Linked DNA regions of Triticum aestivum: region 1 is linked to region 2. The links are chromatin contacts, called in public Hi-C maps. All regions are on one chromosome and are shown on one strand. The core of a region is the stretch at or near the end of the contact, and the rest is flanking DNA. Distances in the headings are between cores, read along the strand shown. Region 1 holds the start of LOC123158188 (zinc finger CCHC domain-containing protein 7). Region 2 holds the start of LOC123156694 (auxin response factor 18).

The links. Hi-C and Micro-C count contacts between places; a contact is called where the count stands out from the background.
Region 1: a contact with region 2 is called in a Hi-C map of leaf, with 3 times the contacts expected there. The contact joins the promoter of LOC123158188 here to the promoter of LOC123156694 in region 2. A contact is called at or near these places in 2 of 5 Hi-C or Micro-C datasets (both in leaf) and 1 of 1 datasets of contacts at active chromatin or transcription factors (leaf).

The regions. Positions count from the first base shown.
Region 1 is chr7B:608,018,477-608,024,446 of IWGSC CS RefSeq v2.1, reverse strand. LOC123158188 (zinc finger CCHC domain-containing protein 7) reads right to left here and starts at 1,694. Exons shown (of 7, transcript XM_044576275.1): 1 at 1,130-1,694; 2 at 409-519; 3 at 156-314. The coding sequence starts at 1,486.
Region 2 is chr7B:607,687,317-607,692,722 of IWGSC CS RefSeq v2.1, reverse strand. It overlaps LOC123156694 (auxin response factor 18), which reads right to left and starts at 2,523. Exons shown (of 3, transcript XM_044574856.1): 1 at 786-2,523; 2 at 1-568. The coding sequence starts at 1,883.

The sequences.
Region 1 (5,970 bases), core at 445-2,944, 330 kb before region 2:
CTAAATGAGATGATGGCACCCTAAACGAGACAGACACATAAAAAGCAAGGAAAAAACCTCTGGAAAAGGAAACCATATAAAGTGAGCTCATCAAGGGTATGAGTGGACATACCCAAGTCACGGAGCGATAATTCGTCCGAGCTAGAGAGACCAACCTGCGTGCACTGTTTCGCATTGTGTCCAAACAATCCACAAACGAAGCAAGGCTTCTTCCGCTTCTCCATTGGGCAGTTTACAGCCACATGACCTTCCTCACCACAGTTAAAGCAAGTCTCCAATATAGTTTCCCCAGGATCAAAGTATCTTGGTATACGCTGGTCATAAGCAGAAGCAACATAACTATCAGCTTACCACCGTTATCCATGTACAGGGAAATTCACTGCAAGGAAAAAATCACTTGGCACTTACAAGAAGCTTCCGCAGAACTGTGTTATCAGATACAGGGGCATCAACGCCATCTTCGGTGGGCACTGATTCCACTGTCCCAGTGTTCCCCTCCTGAGTGCCAGCAACCTGAGGCTGAAAGGGACAAATACAATCATCAACTGCAGCTCCAGGAAGACTATCATATTTGTTCCCAACAAAGGAACATCAAACACAGATGTCGATCCACTAATAAGATAAAATCAGTTGTTCTACACAAGCCGAGCTTTTCAATCCACTATTCAGTTCATGAATGTTTTAGCGTGCACATGTTTTACTTACTGTTAACGGACAAAAACAAAAACACCGTATCACTTTGATTTGTAAGAAAACAAAAGTAAGTGCCTTCTGTGTAGGAAAGAGCAGCATACTGCCTTTTATACCGTTTCCAAAGAAGGAAATTGGGTAGTGCCGACCATTGACTCCTGGTAAAGCATATAGTTAACCAAAAAAATCGTAGCAATAAGGCAGCATTAGCAAAGAAGAATGCTCCTCTAGATCCAAACGTTGAAAAGGCAAAGCTTCCAGTGAGCTCACACTTGAGGCAGTTGAACCACATACAAAGCTTCCAATTCAAGGTGATTCTACACGACATTGCTACTGAAGCCTCTATCAAAATCCTGTGTGCATACGATATTTCGATTGCTAAAAATAAACACATGGTACTGCATAATCACGAGCTAAGCTTAGGCCAAGCAACAATTACCTCCTCCTTGACGGCGGCTGCGTCGTCCTCCTTGCGCTGCTTCTTCCTCCTCTCCTTGCGGCGCTGCTTCTTCTTCTTCTTGTCCTTCCTCCTGCTGGGGTCGGCCTCGCCGAGCTCCACGACGGCGTCCTCGTCGACCTCCTCGTCAGAGGACAGGGAGAGCACCTCGGCGAACCCGGGCTGGCCTCCCGCGGCCTCGCGCCGCCGCGCCCGCGCGACGATCTCGAGGGTGAGATCCTCGTTGCCCTCCTCGTCCTCGTCGTCGCTGGGGGGCGCGCGGGGCCGCGCGGGAGAGGGCGAGCCAGCGTCGTCCAGGTCCGGGTCGCGCCGCGCCTTCGAGCGCCAGCGCTGCGCCATCGGCGTCGGCGGTGGCGGTGGCGGCGGCGGGGAGGGAAAGAGCGAACCCTAGGTAGCGTGTACGTGGTATGTGAGCGGAGCGGCGGCGCGAGGGGGCGCGTCCACGCGGGAGGCGGAATATTCCGATCCAACGGTTGGGTGGGCCGCGGCGTCGAGGGGGAAGACGACGGCCGGCAGCAGGTCGAGCGGGTGGGGTGTGGCGGGCCGGCGGCTAGGGTTTTTTTTAGGAAGTGTGGCGGCTAGGTTAGTTAGATTGGAGGGAGCGGTGTGTGTGCAGCAAACCTTGCCAAATGGGCCGGTCTTAGCGTGCCGGCCCGATAACCCGCGTGCCTGGCCTGGCATGTCATTTGGCGGGCCGTGCTGGCGCGTGGCCCGCCTAGGGCCGCAAGGCTGGGCACAAGTGCCGGAATGTCATGGCCCATTTAGTTTTTTATTTATTTGTACAGATTATATATATAACCCGCATGCTGATCGTGCCTGGCCCGGCACGTCAAAATAGCCAAAATCAGACGTGATGATCGTGTCGATGGGCCGGCCCATTTCTTTACTATGTCGTGCCTGGGCCAGGGAATCCAGCACAAGTTCCGGTCCAGCACGACCCGTGTAGTTACCGTGCCTGGCTGGGCGGTGCCTTGCCCGTATAACTCACAATGTGCCGTGTAGTGTTGGGCCGGCTCATCTGGCCAGGTCTAGTGTGCAGGCACGATAGGATTCTAGTGCACTATTTTCCTCGGTTGGGTGTGCTGTTGGTGGGTTGCTGGATTGATAGACCTCCACGGGAGCTATTTCTCGCCTGTTGCGAGATTGGTCAACCATCAACTCTTATTCACCGCCTTAAGTGCCCGTTAAAGAAGAGCAATTAACTATATGTTACCCCTTGCGGGGGACCTCCAACGATTATTTTTGGTGTCCTTAGAACACGTCAAGTAGTGTGTCTAGCCATCGCCACACATCGTGTGCTGGCCATTCTCTCTAGATTTCATTTTTATAAAAAGATTGTGTATGTGTCTTCGGGGTTTGGATGGGATTTTCTAATGGTTTTTTTTTGAAAAAAAGGTTTTCGTTTAGGTTTCCCAAGGTTTTGCAGAAAAATAAAGAAACCGCGAAACCCATAAGGAAACAAAGAAAAATAAAGAAAAACGAGACAACCGAAGATAAAATAAGGAAACTAAGAAAGAAACAAGAAAATTGAAGAGAAAAGGGAAACAAGAAAACCAAAGGAAAATAGTGAAAAGAACAGAAAATCCGAGGACAAACATAAAATATCCAAAAATAAAGAGAAATAAAAAGAAGACATAAAACAGATGAAGAAATAAAAACCAAAAAATACAAAACATAAAAACTATAGAAAAATCTACACAGGGAAAAAACCCATGAACTAAACCCAGCAAGCGAACCCGAACGAAACACAATGAATAAAAAAGAAATGGGTCGGTCATGTAGCTACAGTTCAGGGTCGAAGCTTCACTCGAGACGGAAGGACTACTCGAATTAACCGAGATATAGCTCCCAGGCTCATACGCAGCGCATGGTGGAGCGATCGCTACGTCATAAATGGGCCAGCCAATTCTAGTCTCACCTTCATCGGTTTTCTGGTTTCCTTCGACCCCCAAAAGGCAAATGAGCCGGTTTTCTTTACTTTTTGGGGGGTAGGTTTCTTTTGCTTTTCTTGTAGAACTGCTTGTGGTTGTTTTCTTTTTTCTTTTATCTTTTTTATATTTTTCAAATGCGTGATCCTTTTCCAATTTTGGATTTGTTTTTGCAATTTTTTTGACCACTGAAGCCTTTTTCAAATTTAAAGTTCATGAACTTCTTTCAAATTTTGTGACAATTTAAAAAATGTACAATTGTTTTTTGTGAACTGTTTTTGAAATTCATGAAAAAAAAATCATTTTTTGGACTTTTTTTAAGTTATGAACTTTCCAGGTCTTGAACCTTATTCATATTTATGAACTTTTCTCAAATTCATGAACTTTTTTCTACTTTTTGAATTTTTTTCAGATTTGTGAACTTTTCTCAAATTCATGAACTTTCACAAATTTTTGACCTATTTTTCGAAATTTACAAACTTATTTTCAACTTTTTTTTATTTCAAGAACTCTATGTCTTTAAAAAAACCCAAGAATCAACAATGAACGAGAGAACCACGAGGGACAAGCATGCGAAGGAAGTGGCGACCAACGAGCGGATGCCTTTTATTTGGCCGGCCCAAGCAAAGCTGCATGAGCGGCAGTTCAACGATCAGGTGCCTCAAGCACCGACTAGGAGCTCTCGGGCTAGCCTAATTTGTGTTCCAGCAGGAGAGGTTTTCCGGCTGCAATTTTTTCCTTCGTGTTCTTGTGTTTGTTATTCTTTTTTTTGGATTTTCTAGTTTTTGTGTTTCTTTGCTGTTTTCTTGTTTTATTTGTTTCCTGTGTGGGTTTTGTTTGTTTCTTTCCTTTGTTTTCACCATTTTTTCTTTGTATTTTTTGTTCTTTTTATCTACCTTTCTAGTGCATGTGTGTGTTTTCAGTACACAGTGTACATTTTCATATACATACATAATTTTTTAACACATGTCGAACATTTCTGAAATACATGTATTTCATAAATTTCCTTGAATACATATTGTTTTAATATTTTTTTTAAATTTAATTACATGAAACGTTTTTTTTGAACAACTAGTACATTTTTTTAAGTTGGATACTTTTTTTAAAAATGGCACGTATATTTTTTTAATGGTAGTAATTATTATTTTTGAATTACGGAGGGCTTTTTTACAGTGCATAACATTACAAAAAAATCACAGAAATTTTCTCAAGCCTGAGAACATTTTTCTAATTCTATCAACATTTTCTCATAGTTAAGGTAAGAAAAATTACAATGTTAACATTAGTTAAATTCATGATCAACATTTTTTAGAAACAAATGAGTAAATTTTTTTGGAATTTATGCAATTATATATTTAAAAAAATATATACTCCATTTAGGACCAACGAGTATAAAAGAACAAAAATAGCGTCGGTGCCTATGTGGCTATATGTATGTGTGTGATTATGGGCTGACCCATTTAGGACCACAAGCGGGGAAGCGCTCTGTCTTGCTATAAGCGAGACAAAACTGGGAATTGCCTATTTGCCGCGCGCTGCGTCGAATTGTAGACATACAGCACTTTTAGAATTTTCCGGTTAATGTGTTCGAGCGTTTTCCGGTTTTAGGAACCTTCTAGAGTTTTCCCGCTGGTTTTCTGGGTTTTGGAACCTTCTAGAAGGTACCTTGAACTGAGTTTTTTCTTTAACCCATTTTACTGCATCTTTTTTTATTTTCATTTTTTCCTTTTTGATGTTAATTTTTTAATTTTTTTTCTTTTCTTTTCATTTATTTTCATTTTTCGTTTCAAGTATATTTTTTAAATATCATCTTTCGAAAAATGTTCGTAAACTGAAAAAATGTTCGTGCTTTTACAGTATTTTCATTTTTTTTAAATCGTGTTTTTCAACAATTGTTTACAAATTCAAATAATGTTCGGGCATTTCAAAAAATGTACTTATTTTTAAAAAATGATTTGAATGTTTTCTTTGAAATTTTTTAGAACTTCTCAAATAATGGCCAGGATATCAAAAAATGTTCCTGTTTTAAAAAATGTTCACAAATTTAAAAAATATTCTTGTTTTTAAATTTTGTTTCACTTATTTCAAAAGCTATTTTTGTTTTTAAATTTTTTTCACCATTCCAAAAAATGTTTGTGTTTTCGAAAAATGTTCAAAGGTTTAGAAAATTGTTTCTGTTTCAATGCTTTTCACCTATATAAAATATTTGTATTTTCAAAAATTGTTCAGGATTTTCCAATTTGTTTTCAATTTAAAATTTTTGTTCTGAATCTAAAACGTTCTTCCTGTTTTCTAATTTTGTTCACCATTTCGAAAAAAAATCTTGTTTGCAAATCATATTCTTGAATTTCTGAAAATGTTCATGTTTTCAAAAATGTTCTTAAAATTTTAAAAAATGTTCGTGCTTTGTATTCAAGTTTTTTTTTTGCTTTTTCAAAAAATGTTTGGGAAGTTAAATTTTCTTCATAGTTTGAGAAGATGATGTGAAATTTTATATTCGTTGGCGTTTGTTAAAAATTATTTGTAACTTAACGAAAATGTTTGAAACTTTTAATATTGTTTCCAATGTTTGAAGTAATGTTTAGTTTACGCAGGTAAATGTAACACTTTAGACTTCAATCTGCTTACTTTGTCGACAAGGTTCAGTAGGTTGACTGGTTAGCAGGATTCATCTCAAGCTGTTTGAAGTTCGCATCCTAGCTCACGCAAAACAATATTTTGACGCTTTTTTTGCTCGACAGCTCGCTTTGTTGAACATGAAATGGGCCAGCCCAGTCGGGCGCGCCCTGTGCAAAGTGAGGTCTGCTTGCCGCAGAATGCGGCGAATAGGATCTTCCACAAAACAGCGCCCAGTTAGAGCATCCACATATGACAAGTGTAACCCCTCGAACGCCT
Region 2 (5,406 bases), core at 1,274-3,773:
TAGCAGCAGATGGAGAGAAACCCCCAGAGTTGCCTAAAGTGATCTGCTGCTCAGTGAGTATGGGTTTCCCAAAGAGCATCAGCTGGGGTGAAGCCTTCTTGACATCTGACTTGTTGTTGCTCTGGTGATTGCCAATGGTCAGCATGCACGAGATGTCGTCTCGCGCAGCCGGGTGACCGATGATGAGCCCAGCGGCGATCCTCGGCTGCCCGCCGTGATCGACCTGGTGAAGCCCGTGCGGTGACAGACTCGACTGCAGTTTGTTAAGGTGGAGATCTGATAAAGATATACCAAATTGAGCATGCCTGGCTCCCTGTATGCCTGCAGGAGTGCCGTCCGGGAAATAGCACATCGGACCGACGCCGCCGCGTCCGAGTGGGTTTCCGTGGAACATCGGGGCCGGAAACTGGCCGTCGACCGGGAGGTCGGGGTAGAACGGAACACAGAGCTTCTTCCGAGGCGGCGAGAACGGAGCGAGGTGAATGGCCGGCATGTTTGAGACCAGCTCAACCAGCCATGGACTCACCCTCTTCACATTCTGTAGCAGGTCCGGTTCATCCCAAGTCACCTGCAGCACAAGGCCATAGTACCGAGAAAGAATTCTTCAACATTTTGACAGTTAAATGCATGATTCTACTACTAGCAATCAATTCAATTACTAGTCAATACAAGGACTGCAATCTTGTGGTGCTGTCCTAGAGAGGATGGATTTGTACACAATTTAATACAACTACGGATGAGATGAGTGATGGAGAAGTGGAGATGTACTCCCAATGAAGTAGTACCTGAAGAAGTCTCCAAGGTGAATTGGGCCATCGAATGGGGTCGGCCACCTGCACGGCCGACACAGTCCCCATGAACCAGCTGATCCTGGACGAGTCCTCCGTCTCGAAGGCCATCTTGAACCTCATGCCGGGGCACCACTGGGTGCGCATCGCCGCCCTGACCGCGGCCGCCCTCACGCAGAACTCCGGCGTGCTCGCCCTCGGGTAGTAGAGCACGTCGAACGGCTGCCCGCTGGCGGCAAGATTGGCCGCCTCGGCGACCTCCTCCGGCCGCACCCTCACCTTCACCTTCCCCCTCGCCCCCATCATCTTGTTGCCGCCGTCCTCCTCCCCCCTCAGGAACATGGAGAATCCCCCGTAATTGCCGGTCGCCGCCGGCGGGGGCGGGGGCAGCAGCTCCGGGCCGCCGATGCCCCCCTTCTTGGCGCGGCGGATGCCGACGCAGAGATCCCCGTTCTCGGTCCTCATGAAGACGATGGAGTCCCCGGCGACGAGCTTCTTCTGATTGACGAAGGAGCTCCACCCCGTGGTGAGGAGGTGGCGGCGGGGCGTGCCGCGGTAGATGTGGCGGAACTTCCAGACGACGCCGTGCACGTCCTTGGCGAGCACGGTCTGGACGGGCGGGTCGGCGGAGTAGTCGAGCCGCGGGAAGATGGTCTCGGCGCAGTAGCGCGGCACCGAGAAGCCGCCGCCGTTGTTGGCGTCGGACTGCGTGAGCGTCTTGGCGAAGGAGGCGGGCTTGTCCTCCTGCCCGGCGGCGGCGGCGGCAATGGCGTCGTCGGCGTCGTCCTGGGGCCGGGCGGGGACGAGGCGGATCTTGGCGAAGACCTCATCGGTGTCCGGATCGGCCATGAAGCGGACGGCGGCGACGCGGCAGAGGACGAGCGCCTGGAGGCGGGCCCCCGGCGGGAAGTCGACGGCGCCGGCCTGGCCCTGCGCGTGCTCCGCGTGGCCCTGCGGGAAGTAGTAGACCCTGGAGCCGGGCGGTGGCATCTGCACCATGCCGCCGGCGCAGGCGTGCCACAGCTGCGGGTCCAGGCAGCGCGGCCCCTCCCCCCTCTCCCGCTCCCCCGCCGCCGAGTCCACGAACGTAATCATCCCCTCCTCCTCCTCCTGTCCCGCCTCCTCCACTCACTGCACCGCCCGTCACAGCAGTGCAAAGCAAATAATCCCACCAGAATTAGGCCGTCCCCCCACCACCCCCCACCACCACTACCACCAGAAACTTTTCCACCGCCGCCGCCGCCGCCACCACGACCATCAGAGCAGAGCTCGCTCGCTGAGAAAGGCTGGGCGAAAGGCACAAGAGAAAGAAAGAGAGAATTTTGGGGTCAGAGACGGGCGCTGCCGCAGAGGAAAAGCAACGAAAGAACGCACGAAAGCGAAGCCCCGACCGACAGCACCGCGATTCATCCATCCGTCCGTCGACTAGTCACTCACCTCTGAAAGCGGCGCAGGCGCGGCAGCAGATCCCTCCAAACCGAGCGAGGACGGACAGGGGCGGGCGGGCGAGGACGAAGCGGTCCGTCTGTGTGTATGCGCCTCTGCTGCGGTTGCCTCCCTCCTCCCTCCCCTCCCCTCCCCTCCCCTGCCTTCTCTACAGTCTCCCTCAGGTGCAGCAGGGGCAGGGCAGCGGCAGGCTCAGATTCCTCCAGACTGCAGCTGACACGCGGGCGCAGGAGGGCTAAATAGGGCAGCAGCAAAGGGTAGGTCAAGGCTAAAGGGAAGCGGATTAGGCGAGTAGTACCCCTATACTTTGTGATGAGCGGCTTAATGAATGAATAAACTATTGCTTGTCTAGCAGTTCAGTTGCTCGCTGCTTTTGTTTCGGATCGGATCAGTTCAGTTCGGTTCCCAGCGCGTACAAAAAGGTGCTACTACTCTACTAACACTAGTCCACTGCCTTGCCGGCCTCCTATTTTTGCCCACGGGTTTAGCGGCGGGCCTGGGTTAGTAGTACTAGTGTTAATCATCACATCATTAGTGGTGGTGGTGGGCGTAGGAGGAGGAGTATCCACCACTCCATCGCGCACCGCCTGTTACTCATCGGAAAAGCGTTCTGCATGTGTGGATTCACATGACTCTCGCTCTCATGGCGATGCCGTGATCACGAACCGACTAGTAGTAGGAGTGCTAATAATAATGCAACGGCCGGGTAACAGCAGCTGGTTTTCGTCGAAAGAAAAAAAAAGAAAAAAAAAGGAGTGAACGGCAGCCGGTGCCGGGGCCGGGGCCGCGCGCATGGGGCGCGGTTGGGGTTGGGATCGGGTCGGATGGGATCCGGAGATTGTTTTGTCGGGGCGGGTCGCTTGCCTGGAGATTCGCTCTCGTCTGTTCCACCGGGAGCGGGAGCGGGAGCGGGAGCGGGCGAGTCGGCCGGGGACGGTGGGGTGCGACGCGTTCAGTCCTCCGCTGCGGCCGCCGGGTGACTGAGCTGAGCTGAGCTCTGCTCTGCCGCTCGCGCGGCCCTGTCGGCATGTGACGCTCGCTTGTTCGCTTCCGCCTCGCTGCTAGAGTATTTCTCTCTGGTTTGTTTGGTGCTTTGCGTGGGTGCACACACGCTGCTGCTGTGGCACAGCACGCAAAGGAGCCCACACCTTCCACACCGATAGGACCATGGCTGACGTAGTTAGGCCCTCAAACTGCGCCTTGTAAGCCGAGGAAGCTGAGTACGATCCGTCCTTGGTGAACTTCCAAATAATGGAATCCTCCACGTCCTCATCCAGAGTGACCGAGTCAATCTTCTCCCAAAGTGCGACGAACTGGTGGACATGGTCTACTGTGAGACCGTCGGAGAAGTCAATATGAGAGATCCAAGTGTTGTTTGTTAAAGCCTGTTTGACCGAGCAGTTTTTCCTTCGGGAGAGGTCGAAAATGCCAGGCGCTAGGTCCCGTGGGCGCATGCCATCAAGCCAGGAGGAGTTCCAGAACTTAGCCACATGCCCATTGCCAACTGTGACGGAAGTGGCAGCTGCAAAAAAGTCCCTGTCTTCATCAGTGCATGGCGTACCCATACCAATCCACGGTTTTGTGGGCTCTTGCCACTCGAACCAGAGCCATCGAAGCCTAAGAGCCTTAGCAAACTTGTCCAAGTTGAGCACCCCTAAGCCACCGTGCTTCTTAGGCTTGCAAACAAGGTCCCAATTGACTTTGCATTTCCCACCAGAAACCTTGTCGGTGCCCGCCCAAAGATAAGCGCGACGGATAGAATCAATCTTTCTAAGGACCTTAGCTGGGATGTTGAGCGGCGTGAGGTGGTAAATGGCAATGGCAGTGAGAACAACTTTGACAAGGACGGCCCGACCGGCGGTAGCGACATGTCTTCCTTGCCACGGAGGAAGTTTGCCAGCCACCTTATCCTCAAGGTGCTGAAAGTGGATCCTCTTGAGGCGCTTGACCGATAACGGTAGTCCAAGATATCTCATTGGAAAGGACGTGCGGACAGCCGGAAAAGCATGAAGAATGTCTTGAAGATCGACACTTTCACAACGAATCAGGGCGACAATATTAACTGTCCGAACTTTGATGAGTAGCTTTGGCAGGGCGACGACATGTCACTTTGTTCGACAGGCTAATGTTGTTGCTTACGTGATTGCTAGGTTTAGCTTTAGAGGGAGCATAGGAGCGGTATGGAAAGATCAACCATCATCATTCTTCATTCCTATCCTTGTATAGGGCATGATTATTATTTGATAGTCACCGAAGTTAAGAAAATAATAATAAGCCGTACATGTATGTATGACCTCGTAGAAAAAACATATATAAATGAGCACAAGTAAAATCAATTAAAGACCTTTCGTGTGAGGGACACATTGCTTGTACGTGATCCCTTTCCAAATTTTGGCAGCCTAATGCCCTAATGTTGTCAAAAGCTTGTTCAACCACTAGACAAGGTAATGGTATTCCATTAGGGTGCAATCTCCCGTTGTAGATTATAAATTTGATTGGTTTGATCGAAGCACAGCGGACCAGTCAAATCAGACAAGTTCTATCTTCAAGAAAGTAAACAAGGGTGTTCAAACAAAAAAACAAGGATCCCTGCAACAACAAGAAAATTAAGCAAGGAAAATGCAAGGCGTTCATTAGTTCCTTCAGTCAATTAATTTCTACTTGTTGATGATGCATGGTCCAATCAAATCTCACTATCCTTCAATTGTCAAAGAGTGAAGCCTTTTGTCGGGCTTGGATGGGATCTTCCCTTGACATGGTCACGGAAGGAGAAAGGAAGGATCATGATATATCTCCAAATGTGAGACCAAAAATAAAGTAGTATACCGTGGGCTCGTGGCACTGAAAATAGCACACGCTACAGAGAACATAAAATACCAGAGTAAATATTCAACAGTTTTGATTAGTTCAAGTGTCGTTGAATGATTTGGACCGACAAACGTGTAAAGATGTGGTCAAGTCATTCGCTGTCGACCATATTAATACGACTGTCTCTTGCCTGATTGGCCGCGTAGGAATGACTACTGTAGCTATGGTCACCATGATGTGGCCGTGGTTGGACTTATGCTAGCTGAGTTTGGTGGCTGCCAGCTCCTTCATTTGTTTCGTTGCCTAGTCCATTCCTCCATTTGATTTGTCTTCTAGTCTTCTAAGTTCATCAATTATTAGTAGT